3 separate regions of the Mus musculus genome follow, and regions 2 and 3 are each linked to region 1. Evidence: chromatin contacts called from public Hi-C data. All regions are on one chromosome and are shown on one strand. The core of a region is the stretch at or near the end of the contact, and the rest is flanking DNA. Distances in the headings are between cores, read along the strand shown.

Region 1 (4,589 bases), core at 502-3,001:
ACAGATTTTAGTACATCCATGTAAGCACACATAGGGCAGATATGGGCTCAACTGAGAGACTCTGTCTCAAAAGATAAGGTGGAGAGTGATCAAGAAGGACTCTCAACATTAACCTAGGGCCTAATCATGCAGATGGCACCGTTTCTTGGCTTTAGTTCCAGGCCTGTTTAGCAGCGGAGAAGTTGAGTTGACCAATCATACATGTATTCATTCCCTTCCTGCCCTTGACTAGCTGCTTAGAAGTTCCTGCTGCCTTGACTGGTTCACTGGCCTAGAAGTGAAAGCTGGAATACTACCATCCTCCTCTGAGTTTCTTTGGTGATCCCATCACCAGGAGCAAAGCAGAATAGTGGGGATAACAGTTTCCTAGGAAATGCTGGAGAGGCATTTCACACGGGAGGAACCCAACATGGAAAATCTAAGAAGAAGGACAAGATCGTCCCAGGAGGAAGCCTTGACTTACCCAAGGTCATATATGATGGGTATGAGTGAACTCCAGAAGTGACACTTCTTCTGTTGACGCCACATTTTGATTCTTCCTTAAATATAGTGACTATGTCACATAGTCTACAACCAACACTGTGCTGGGATCTGCCAATGTCAGTGGGATTATGAGCCTGTCTTCTGACCTCATGCTTCTCTACTTCCTCCAGAGTTTGAGACTATAAAGGTCACCTTTACATTCTATGTCTTTCGTCTTCCTGAGCTTGACCCTCTGCTTCGGAAGACGCATGCTTAAGCTTGCCTAGAAACCCTCATTGCACAGCCCTTTAGTTGCCCCTTCTGTATGACTCTCTTTGTAGACAAAACCACAAACCCCGATGGGCAATTAGAGATTTTCAGTGGCAGCAATTTGGGATGATTTTGGCTAATTGCTGTCCTGTGTGAAAGAGTGGACATCGTCTTTGACAGCTGGCCTGAGCAGTCAGCAGTGTGTGAGGAGAGTTTCTCTTCTGACTTTGAAAGTGGTGGTGGGGGCAGGGTGGGCAGTGACCTGCTGTAGTCAGTCAGAAATGTTGTGTCTGCCTTTAGCCCTGCACTGGCAAACCCCTGAGCTCTGGCAGACACTGCACAGATTAAATAGGCTTTAGAGTATGCAGAGTTATATTCTCACTCACAGTTTAGCAAGTTTAACAAGGGTTGCTACTTTGTCTCAGCTGAACTGGGAGGATCCCTAGACAAGAAAAGGATGGGGAGTTTGATGACCTCATTATTTACTCTCCTAACGTTTGTTGGGAGTAAATTGTGTGGCCCCTTACTTCCCTCTCTCCCTCCTTCCTTGTTTTCTCCCTTCTTCCCTTCCTTCTCTTTTCTCTTTTCTTTTCTTTTCGTTTCTTTTCTTTTCTTTTCTTTTCTTTTCTTTTCTTTTCTTTTCTTTTCTTTTCTTTTCTTTTCTTTTCTTCTCTCTCTCTCTCTCTCTCTCTCTCTCTCTCTCTCTCTCTCTCTCTCTCTCTTCCTCCCTTCCTTCCTTCCTTCCTTCCTTGCTTCCTTGCTTCCTTGCTTCCTTGCTTCCTTCCTTTCAGTTATACTTTTCTGCTTCAGACAACCAAGCACACCACCAGAGAAAGAGGAAATCAGTTTCCATTCTTACTTTCTTCTAAGGGTAAAAGAATGCACTGGTTTCCTCCCATGGGATCCCTTTCCATCTCTGCCAGGGTCATCAGTGGGGTGGTGTTAAGTGCTGTGCGAAGGCTGGGAAGGTTCTTGTTGCCACACTCTCTGCCTGTGGTTTGTGTCACCTCTGGGCACTGTCCTTGTTCTCCTGAAAGCCGTGGTGTTTACAGTGAATGCAGCATGCTGGGATCACACTGTGAAGCTGTAGGGGGTGTCTGAGTTCACATGTCCTGCATTCCAGGCAAATGTTTTTAATATTGAGCAATGCTATGGTTTGCCAGGGTGAGGTCTGTGCTATTGGAATGCCACCGAAAAGGAAAGTCCCGGACAGATAGTGACTCAAATCATCTCCTCCACTCACAATCCTCGGGGCTTTAATTCCTACTCAATTCCCTCATGATAAATACAGCTCCGTGTGCTTACTGACCGCACCGCTCTTATTGGTTCTGATAAGTACAACTTTCCAAGAGATAGGGACGCAAATTGTCATATTTTGTTGAGTCATGTGTGCTCAGCAACTCTTTCCCAAACATTGCATCAGTAATTGGCAGCTCCCTGGTCTCTGCTGTATGACACTCTATGCCCAGGAAAAGCTCTATCCATTTCATGAAAGAAAGAAAGAAAGAAAGAAAGAAAGAAAGAAAGAAAGAAAGAAAGAAAGAAAGAGAGGAAGGAAGGAAGAAAGGTCTCTCTCTGCCTGGCTGTGATAGCCTGCTCTTAAGGAAGCTGAACCCCCAAGGGAGCAAAGACAAACTGCATTTTCAGATAAGTTAGAAAACTATGGCTATTTTACTTTCCACCTCCACTGGTCTCCTAGCAACAAGACAGCTGATGACTTCTACCAGGAAAAGGAAGCCTGGAACTTGGGGGAGCCCGTCTGAATTCTTGCTCGCAGTCTGATTTATTTGAAGCTTGGCTGCATTCTTGGGTGTGGAGACCCAGAAGTCCAGTCATCGGGGCATTCCCTGACCTTCACTTGACCTCCATCAATGCACAGATAGAGGGAAAACAGATGAGAGGTGCTTTCACAAGATTTCTTTCACAAGAATCTGCTTGGTGGGGAACAGATATTTCCTTTGATTTGAGGAAGGGCAGTCGAAAGCCTGCCTGTGACATGGAATGAAATCTCAGAAAAAGCAAGGAGCTAAGTGGGTATCAGAAACCAGGGGTCCTACTGGTGTCAATCTCTCCCTGAGGAGTTCAGGCAGGGAGTTCTTGTGCCCTTGTTCTTACATAGTGTTGATATTCTCAACTATAAAGTAAGGGGATTGAAACAGATGTCCTTTCAGGGTTGTAGGCCTCTATGTGTTCTTAAATAGTTTCCCAAATATACCATTATATCATCAGCCTTTCTGATTGTCTGTCTGTCTGTCTGTCTGTCTCTCTCTCTGTCTCTCTCTCTGTCTCTCTCTCTCTCTCTCTCTCTCTCTCTCACACACACACACACACACACACACACACACAGAGAGTCACTACATGTTGAGCAAGAATCCAAACTCAGGTGTGGCTCCTACCCTATTCATACAGCAGCAGCTATGTGGCTGACATCCGTGTCTTGTTAGATGGTTTTACTATCAACCGCTATTAGCCTGTGGAAGTAGAACTGGGAGATTCTTTTAACAGAGACTTAAGTTGTACTCTGCCTTTTAACATCTGGTAGACTTAGAAATAGGAATAAGAGCCTTTGAGTAGTTGCTACAATGTGGATTAGGAACCAGTGAAATGATGTGCATACTCAGTGCCTGTTCCATAGTAAGAGCTCAGTAAACAAGGAAGGGAGCTGGAAAGACAGACAGACAGACAGACACACACACAGATTTGTTCTAGGTCCCTGGAGTGTAGGGACTTGTCCTAATTGTCCCCTCACCTTGATATATTGTGTGGCACACAGATCAGAACTAACTTCTTTAGCCCAACATATTCAGCGCGCACACACACACACACACACACACACACTTGCACACACACAGGTACACACAGAGTTGTTCACACATAAATACACACTCATATACTCATGTACACACAGTCACATCCACACCCACATAGGCATATACATGCACACCTGCACAGGTATGCTAAAGAGTAATGAACACACCCAGTCTTGCCAGAACTTTTAAGCAAGGGCCTGAATTTTATAGCCACACTGCACAGCTAAAGTAACTGTCAGATGATCTAACAGTGATTGATATTTCATATACCACTTAGAATTGTTCTTCAATAATTCCTGGAATATGCAGTTTTGGCTTTGCCCAACACTCTTGATTCTGCACTGATTAGATAATATTAGGGCACTTCTTACTGTCCCCCTGCCACTCTTCCTTGCTCATCCCTTATTATGTCTTACACTTTTCTTTTTTAAACTTCATTGTTTCATAGCAGCTTCTCCAGATAGAGTTTGCTACTCTTCACAACCGTGAGGCTCAGGATGTGAGGGAGTAAAGACAACAGAGTGGGGAAGGACGCACAGTAATGTAACTTTCATGTCTCTATTCAAATGGAATGTGAGATGATGTGGTGGTACAGGCCTTCAATCTCAGCCTCTGGGAGGGGGAGGAAGGAGGGTCAAGAGTTCATTGTCATCTTTGACCGAGTGGTAAGTTTAGGATCAGCCTGCCCTACAAGGTACTTGACTTCCAAATGAATACATAGATTGCTAGGCAACTAAATGTAGAGGATAGAAGGAAGAACATGACAGATATCTTTTGCTGAAGAGAAAACTTGCTACCTTGAAGCAGTAAAAAACAACAAATCAAATCAAATCAAAACAAAACAAAAAAAAAATCAAAAACCAAAAACCAGAAAACCCAAAAAACCCAAAAACCCCCAAAACCTATCTTCCCCTGTATCATCACTACGGAGCCTTCCTGTGTTTCTAGCTTTAAGCTCACGATATACTTTTTATTTCTTGCCACTAATGACCTTGGAGGATGAATACCAATGATTAGACCTTAATTTCAAAGGGCATACTTATTGAC
Region 2 (4,881 bases), core at 297-2,796, 320 kb before region 1:
AGAAATGTCTGATTCATATTAATCACAATAATGACCAGCATGGCAAGATATCTTAAAAGTGTGATAGTGGCAGTCATATCTTGGTAGTAACCAATAGCTCTTTAATTGGATTGAAGGCCCACTAAACAGGAGCGAAATCTTGCCTGGTACTGAAAATCCAGCCAATTACCAAGGCCAATGAGATTATGTATCTTAGATGAGAACCTACTACTACCACTTACTAAACCAGCCTAATTCCTAACTACATTCCAAAACCTTCCCTAATATCCACAGACACATGAAGTTCTCATCCCTCGCCAAAGAGGCAAAGAGGCTCTGTAGCACATGGAGACCACTACAGAAAACTACAACTAGTAAAATCAGATAGCAACTGATCAGAGACTCTACTGCCCCATTGAAAACATCTACAAGGCAATTCCTGTGTATACAGCTCAGGGAACAGTACAGAAGGGAGAACAAATAGATTCTAACAGCCGGAAGCCCAGGAAGATTCCTGAGATTGGATCTCTTAGAAATAACAGGAAAGCTACACCCTACAACAACAACCTTGCTACCTGAACCTGGACAACACCAATAGACATGCTAATGTGGAAGGAGGAAATCTCAATGAGTCCCACCCTGAAATGGTTACCTACAGGAAACTAATGCCTACTGAGAAGGGAGAATTAGTCTTCCACAGAAATGAGGCTCTACTACAGACTGACCAGTGCTGAAATCACACACAGAAGTAACACTCAGTGAACTCAGCAGGTTGTGTCTATATATGCATGCATTTTTTTAAAAGGAAAACAGTATGAATTCCAGAAGAAGTCAAGGGCAGAATGTGGGAGGAGTTAGAGAAACTGGACATGGGAAGGGTTGGAGGGAAGAAGGGGAAGGTGGAGGAAATGATTCAATAATATTTCAATTCTTTTTTTTTCTTAAACTAAAGCATAAAAAATAATTGCTTGGTTACTTAAAATACACAATTGTGCAAAAGATACATTACTATATGGCTGAGGACATAGCACATGAACATCTTCCCAAAATGACACCTGAAGTCTACCACAGCAAGTAATACAGGAGACAGCACGGCAGAAAACCACAATACCATTTCTCCCATAGAGAGAAATGTTGATACCTGTGCCTTTCTCATCTTGCATGGGAACGAATACAGAAATGAATGGATACATGAAAGCCACCACCTCTAGGCAGTTCTGGATGCCATAACTATATACATTGAAAGTCTTTTGACTACCACTGAATGCTGTCCAGAGGAGAGGAGAGAACAATGTCTTTGATGACTCGGCCACTCATAGCTTTCAGCGTTGTTGTGACTTCAAAAACTCCATGTCTGGCTCTTGCTTCTTGAACTCCTTGTGCTGCATCTAATGTCAGAGCATCACTTACTGGGATAGTTAATGTTGTCAGCTTGCCAAGATCTAGATCACCCAGGAGCTGGGCCGCTGGGCAGGCCTGTGAAGAATCAGCTTGATTACATTAATAGAGGTGGGAAGACCCAACCACTAAGGTGACATCATTTCCTCATTGGTTCCTGGGCTGTGTGAATGGAGAAGCAGAACCTAACATCAGCAAGCATTGGTTTTTCTCTGCTCCTCAAATGTGGATATGGTATGTAACAGGCTGCTTCAAGTTCCCTGTTGTTGACATTCCTCCACAAGAAACTGTGACTTAAAATAAATATTTGCTCCTCCAAGAGTTGCTTCTGTCACAGTACTTTATCATAACAAAAGGAAATAATCGCAGACCTTAATTATTGCCACACTTTACTTCTCTTGCACCTGTTCCTGGAGAGTCACCAGGAAAAAGTACAGAGGGAATACCAAACTCACCTACCCAGGAAGTCCTTCAGGCTAGAACCACCATGGCTTCTTTGTGACCCAAGGGCTTACGTAGCACTTGTCTGCTTAGCAGTTGCTAAATACTTTCTTGCCATTTTCACTGAACCCAGGGAAACCAGGACATGGAATTGGATTTAGGGACCACTCCATGAGATGGGAAGAACATGAAATTAGAAAGGTCCAGCCAAGTGTGGTGGCCTATGCCTTTAAACCCAGCAATTGGGAGACAGAAACAGGATGGACCTCTGTGAGTTCAAGGACAGCCTGATATACAAAATGAGCTCCAGGATAGCCAAGGGGAAAAAACCTTGTCTTGGGAAGTGTCTTGGGTAGGGTGAGGGAAGTCTGAGAGGGAAAGCTACTACTATTATTCGGCTACAGGAACAGGCAATAAAATGACTCCTAATGACTTTAGTTACACCCATTGGATGGGTGCATTGCACAATCCTCACCATAGGATGGTTTCAATGGATGGACATTAGCATAGGGATCCACAACTGGGCAATCCACTGAGAGTAAGGGATTTTGAAGCAATCACTTCTAAATGGGCTGTCTTTCTCAAGCCCATCCTCTCTAGGATCAGAGATCATCAGGAAAGGAAGTGGAGAGATTATAAGAGCCAGAAGTAGTTGATGGTTGCCTTTCAGACACAACAGAACTGAGAACGAGACTGTGACGGCACACCCAGGACCTTCACATATGTAAACCAGACAGGATCGCACCACTTTGAAGGAAAAGGAGACACTAAGTCCCATGCCTTACCTGAGAAGCTATTTGCAGTTGATGCCCACCGAGAAAGGAATGTAGTTTTCTCCACTAGAGTGTCACTGGATCTATCAACCACGCTCTAGGATAGGCCCCAAGCCCAGGAGTTGTTGGCCAACACAAAATGAACTCCATGGGTTTTTGTTTCACTTTGTTTTATTTTAGTATTTTCTGTCTTACTGGTTTGTTGTTTTGATTTTTTGTTTGCTTGTTTTGAGAGAGAAAGAGAACATGAAGTTGGGTGAATAGGGAGATGGGGAGGTGCTGGGGGCATTTGCAGGAGGGGCAAATATGATTAAAATACATACAAATACTTTTTGTTTTCCTTTTTTATCTTTTGTTTGTTGTTTTCTGAGACAGGGTTTCTCTGTGTAGCCCTGGCTCTCCTGGAATTAGCTATATAGACCAGGCTGGCCTGGAGCTCAGAGATGTGCCTGCATCGAGTGCTGGCATTAAAGTTGTGTCCCACCACTGACTTGTGAAAGGATTTTTAAGTTAAAAAAAAAAAAATCAAAAAAAAGGTAAGCCTGCTTTTGCTTTGGGTTGAACTGAAAGCGACCAATGGACTCAGCCAATCCCTCCACCAAGGCTGATGACAACCAGAATTCAATCCCCAGGACCCACAGTGTGGGAGGTAAGAAATTTCCCATGAAGGTTCCTCTCAACATGCACACAATAAGCACATAACTAGAAATATTAAAATTTGTGTCACCGGGCGTGGTGACGCACGCCTTTAATCCTAGCACTTAGGAGGCAGAGGCAGGCAGATTTCTGAGGCCAGCCTGGTCTATAGAGTGAGTTCCAGGACAGCCAGGGCTACGCAGAGAAACCCTTTCTCAGGGAGAAAAAAAAAAAAAAAAGAAAGAAAGACTGAAAGAGGCCTGTGAGTTCTAAGCCAGCACTGGAAATACAATGAGATTGTGTTTCAAAAACTTAATAACAATGGCTGGAGCATGGTCTCAGGGATTTGAAGCAATTGTTGCTCTTCGAAAGGACCCAATTGGATTCTCAGCATTCATCTAACAGATACAACTATGTGTAGCTCCAATTTTAGGGATCTAGGATCTTCTTCTAAACTTTGTGAGTACCAGACACACATATAGTGCACATACAAGCATTCAGGCAAAACACTCATAAACTCAAAATAGTAAAATAAATAAATATTTATTAAAGATTAAAAAAATTAAGGATGATGACTAGAGAGAATGATGATACAGTTGAGTGACACCAACATCCTGGAGCCTCAGGTTTCATAAAACCACTCAGTGACTCCAAGCCACTTCTGGTCCATTTTCTAGTGTTTAGCCTAAAGCCCAGGATCCCTTGACTATGTTTATTTAAATGGGATGAGGAAGGCACCGTGGAGAGGCAAGAATGAGATAGAGCTAGTGTTCTAATATGCTTTCCAAACTATATTTATTGCCAGGAAGGTGCGGATATGTACACATTCACTACTGCAAACACAAGCTACAGGCTGGTACAAGTAAAGAATATTATGAGAAAAGCCCACACCGAGAGAACAAATATATGTGTTTTCATGAAAGCATATCCTTTTTTCTTTTTCTTTTTCTTTTTCTTTTTGTTTTTCTTTTTCCTTTTTCTTTTTCCTTTTTCTTTTTCTCCAGTGATAGGAAATAAGCCTGAATAGAAGCTAGCACTGTAATCAGAGCAGTTGTGAGCACAGAGGCAAGAAGACCACTAAAAGTTAGAAGCCACCCTACTTTACATAGTGAGTTCCAGGTCAGTCAAGGCTATCAATACTACCCTGGACTTAAAAAAAAAAAAAAAAGTAAAGCCCAAATGGATATATTGGCTGTCTGCCTTTCTGGAGCCAGGGATTTTAGTTGATGTCAAGATTCACTGATCTAATTAGTCTTTCTGACCACAGCATCCATTACTCCCCCGGCTGCTACAAATGCTTGCTGCCTCCATCTCTGAGCTCCTTCTTCCAGGGTAATTGATCTCTCCCAGAGTAGCCCACATCTAAGAGTGACAAGGCTCAGCCTGCCAGCCTCAGCTGAGCTTCTCTGAATAGCCATCTTAATTGCAGAGTTCCCGGTGACATCAGCTACAGCCTGTTTTCCTTGATTCCCAAGGTTCTGCCTAATAAACCTCCTACAGGTGACCCTGCATCTGTTTCCGAGGAACCCGAAGGCAGCAAGAACACTCTGGGGGAAGGTTGCCCAGTCGGCTTATAGCCTGAATTGCACAGGTACCTTTGTTCTTGTTGTGAGATAGGCCAGCCTTGAACTCAGGACCCTTCGGCCTTCACCAT
Region 3 (4,584 bases), core at 1,049-3,548, 380 kb after region 1:
GCCTGTTCAGTCTGATAGAAAGGCAGGATGCTACTCTGTGAAAGATAATGCCATATAAAGCCATTCTTCCTGTCTTCATTCTGGGAGAATTCAGACAGGAGAATCAAGTGGAATATGTGTGATCAGATTCTAGATGAACTAAAAAGGCTATTTCCTTGTCCTCCAGTGACCCAAAGGATAAAGCTACAAGTAACAACATCAAGAGGAAAGAAGGGGGGTAGATAGAAAAAGAACAGACTTTCTGTGCTTCTTTCTTATTTACCAGTGTCTTTTATGTGTGATCTCTTTTTACAACTTAATGCTTCAACAAAGCACTAAGCTAGCCCCCATTAGCAACAACCTAGAGGACTAAGAGACTGATACTGAAGTCAAAGGCATTTCTCTGATATGTCAGCCAGATCCCTCAGCTCAAACTACATGTGCTTGCTTAACCAGGCAGTTTTTCAATGTCTCTTCTCTAGGGTGAAAATATTGGGTGGCCCAAACTTCATAGTCAAACACAGTCCTAGAGTCACCCCACCATCTGGTGAGCTAGCTCAGACACACAGAGGTGCATCCATGGAGAGTGAAGTGGCATGAGGTATGAACACTGTGAGAGAAGATGGGTGCCAGGGTTCTGGTAAACACCACCTGGGTCCAACTTCTGTGACTGTCCTCATACTTGAGATACAAAAGTGGTTTGGAAGATCATGTCTCTGACTTTCATTTTTCAAAAAACAACAAACAACAACAACAAACAACAAAGGGAATATGTAACCAAACTCTTGGTCACCAGGGCTGTTTATGTTTGTCTTACATTCATATTTTACATATATATATGTGTGTGTATACACACATAAATATATTATATATATGTATATACTATTTTATAATTGTACTAATATATATTAATAAATATGTTATGGCAAATATAATTTTAATAGATGTTGCCAGTTGCTTTTTTTATAGATACGAAGACTTCTGTTTCTTAAGATGTTCATAAGGAAAAGCAGGCCTTTGAATGTTTTACCAATCACATTAGCTCTAGAATCAAGTCATACAATGTTTGAATCCACATGCACTTCCTTCTGCCCTAGTTCCTTCTGCCTATATACTTTTAAGGGACAATGATTCTGCTGGGTCCCTTACTCATGCTTCATGCTAGAATTCCAGCTGGTCTTGTGATATTTTCTCTCAGATAATTTCAATTTCCTTCTGCTTCTGTGGCCCCAGATACATTCTTCGAACTATCTAGCCATAAGGTCGATTAACGTGCAGCCTTTCTATCCCCCTCTGAAATGCTACTTCTCCTCCTAAACTCTGAGCAGAGTCCATTTATCTCACAAACTATATCTGCTGTGAAGGTACGTATGTTCCGCATTTGTTCTATAAAACAATCACATTGGTCAGGGATTGATGGTTCCTATGCTTTGGATAAGAAAACAACTCAGAGAGATTAGATCAGAGGCCCAGAATGATGACTGCTGTGGATATTGGCAGATTGGGCTAACCAATCTCCCTGTCTCCACGTTATCATGATTTCTGGGCCAGCACCTTGCCACTTTATCTATATACACTGCTACCCATGATAATAATCTTCCTTCTAGGAAGCTTTAAGTAAAGATGCTTTTAAAGAATCCAGTGTCTCTGTGCCTCAGTTTCCCCATGTATTATAAGAAAAACAACAAAACTGAATTACCTATGTTTGGTTAGAGGAGGTAGTTTTATTTCTTCTCTGAAATGAGATGAATGCAAATTGCCTTGTTATTTCACTAATTAATAACATCTGCTTGGAAATGCAGCTATTAGCACACAATAAACGATATGGGTTATAATTATGGATGGCAGTAATTGCTTCGCTTTGCCTTACCTTCATCCCAGTTTATCTCCCTGAACTATAGCTATCCTTGTAGGGGTTAGGGAAAATATATTAGAAGCTTAACAATGGGTTCTTTTCCCATGGGTTTGGAAACTGATGAATCAGCATACTTTCTTTAGGCTTCAAAAGAATATGTTCCTGCCACACTGAAGCTAAGTGGGCTGTTCAAAACATCAGGTGAGTCCAGCTTCATGCTGCCTTCCTGGGGCATGACCTGTTCCACTCCCCTCCTGATCCCGTGTGCCCAATGTCACCTGGAACCTGCAATCTGGAAGCAGAAAGTCCTTGACTGGAGTCAGTGGAGAGAAAATCGTCACCTGCTTGGGCACAAACATACATAGTGACTGCGTCACTGTTTGTCAAGTGGATCAGCTAATAGTTGTTCAGCGGACCTTCAAAGCTCCAAGGCGACACTGCCTTTAAATTCCATCAATTCACTCCCTGGGCAGAGGCCTTGGACTTTAGCTCTCAAGGGCTCTGAAAGCATTTTGAGCCTGCTGACTGACTGCGGGGTGGACCTTGGTTAAAGTTTAGGAGAAAAACACTAAGTTTATGCTTCATCACCGCTGGCGCAACCATGTCCCCCCCACCCCCACCCCACCCCCCACCCCACCCCCCACCCCCACCCCACCCCGTGCTACAGCACTTTGGTGCTTCCTGGCTTGCCTCCCCTGGGACACTGCCCAGTATTGACTACCAGTAGGACTTTCTTTCTCACCTAATGACCTACCTACTGATGCCATCTCTAAGGACCTTGACGCTCATGCTACCTTCTGACCTTGTCCATTGTTCCTCATGTTCCTAACACTAGCCTATGTGTTTGATTTTTTTTTTTAATATAAAAGAGCACAAGTACCCAGAAGGCATGACAAGTATCTGTTTCAGCCAGTGCTTTTTCTCTGATCCCCGAGAAAGTGTTTGAATAAGTCAACAGATGGGTGGAGGAGTGATTAACCCCTTCTTACAAGTGCATGGACTGGGGAGCAGAGGGCAATGATAGGCTAGTCACGATCAACAGTGTTTAGGGACAGAGCTAGTGGGATAACTAAGAATCTGGAATAGTTTTATAATTTTTTTTATATGATATCCTTCCCCAATTTTGCAGCTAATGCATCTCTCTTGACTCACCTTCCTTCTGGTTTAGTTGACTACATGATGCCTATATCTGGGAGACTTAGGAAGGAAAAATCTTTATTATCCAGGTTCTTATTAAGTTTGCATGTTTTAGAGCTTCCTTTAAAAAAAAAAAGCCTGAATGTGACGCTATTGTATTTTAAAGCATGCTCTAACATGAGCAAGCTTTATCATTTATTGTACAAGCATGTTTGCATATATATATATATATATATATATATATATATACACATATGTACACACATACACACACATGAAAATCCCTAGAGAACTCTATGATCTTGCAGTATATTTCACATGTACTTAATAATTAAAATTGCACTAAGCTCAATTTCATAAACTTTTTCATGTGTTATAAACAGTTTGTTATTTTTATTATTAATTCATGTATTTATTTGTATTTATTTTTCATGAGAGAGTCTCACTATGTGGTTCTGATTGCGCTGCAATTCACTTCCTAGATCAGGCTGGCCTGGGACTCTCAGAGATCAATCTGCCTCTACCTCCTGAGTGCTGGGATCAAAGGTGTGTGCCACTACTCCCAGCTGTTAACCAGCTTTCTCATGTCATTAAAACTAACAGGCTTGGGAGTTGTGAATATTTCAACACATGCCTGTGTCATGAGTTTCCCTATTCACTTTCCTGTTGACATGACAAGCCTCCTTCCATTGTTTATTTACGTGATTTTTAGGTTCCTGTCCTATTTTATACGATTACTAATACAATGTTAATGTTTCCCTGCTTTTCCAAGCAAATATATATGTATGTATATATATATTATTTATGTTTTGCTAAAATTATAAGAAATAATCTTGAAAATCGCAGGAAATAGCTCAAAATTTCTCTGTCCCAGTCACCCCTGAAGACTTCTCTCATTTGCATTTTTAGTCTTTGAAGCTGAATAGAAGGTGGGAGTCTGTTTGAGGGGTGGACAGGAAACATTGGCCAATTTGAGAGCAAATAGAGGTTTGGGGAGTGTGTTTACATTCTGTCCCACGTGTGGGATCCTGGCCTTTGTAGGCAGGCGGATAAAAAGGCAGGCCTGGCTTTCATGGCGCCTGAGGACCTCTGTGCTTTAACAACACAGGCACAAGTTGTTCTGGGAGCTGGTCAACATGACTCAGCCACAGAAACATAGCAGTTTGCAAGGCCAGGACCTGTTCTTCCTCCCAAGTTCCATGGAGAAAGAAAGGCCAGCAAAGATCTCCAGTCTGAGAAAGAACTCTGTGTTCAGAGTGTCTGGACCCAGCAGGCTATTCCAGCCATAATTCTGGCTGGGGAGATGCCCTAGCCACATGCCTACCATACTTGCACAGTTTAGATGGATGCTCTCCCTCTCACTGAAGCCCCACATAATCGCCACCATTGATTGGGTACCTCCTGTGTGCCAGTTTCTAAGCCATGCACTTTCAATCCTCAAAATAACACCTCAAGGCTAGTATTGTTGACTGTGTTTTCGAAATAAAGACACTGAAGTTCAGAAAGATTAAGAGAGCTGCCTGAATCATACAGAACTGGGATTTAAAACTGGCATGTGTGACTTTAAAGTGCGTGCTTTGGACAACACCTGTGTCCTGAAGAATACAGTCTGT

What was found. Hi-C and Micro-C count contacts between places; a contact is called where the count stands out from the background.
Region 2: a Hi-C map of the N1E-115 cell line shows a contact between it and region 1, with 2.3 times the contacts expected there. A contact is called at or near these places in 3 of 484 Hi-C or Micro-C datasets (the N1E-115 cell line, bone marrow-derived macrophages and nephron progenitors) and 2 of 130 datasets of targeted methods (the NIH/3T3 cell line and embryonic fibroblasts).
Region 3: a Hi-C map of liver shows a contact between it and region 1, with 6 times the contacts expected there. A contact is called at or near these places in 4 of 484 Hi-C or Micro-C datasets (embryonic fibroblasts, liver, muscle stem cells and 1 more) and 2 of 130 datasets of targeted methods (embryonic fibroblasts and liver).

What each region holds. Positions count from the first base shown.
Region 1 is chr15:62,326,675-62,331,263 of GRCm38.p6, forward strand. No RefSeq gene overlaps it. Among named protein-coding and RNA genes, the nearest start is that of Pvt1, 290 kb to the left of the region's middle.
Region 2 is chr15:62,010,390-62,015,270 of GRCm38.p6, forward strand. No RefSeq gene overlaps it. Among named protein-coding and RNA genes, the nearest start is that of Pvt1, 25 kb to the right of the region's middle.
Region 3 is chr15:62,710,408-62,714,991 of GRCm38.p6, forward strand. No RefSeq gene overlaps it. Among named protein-coding and RNA genes, the nearest start is that of Gm41333, 44 kb to the left of the region's middle.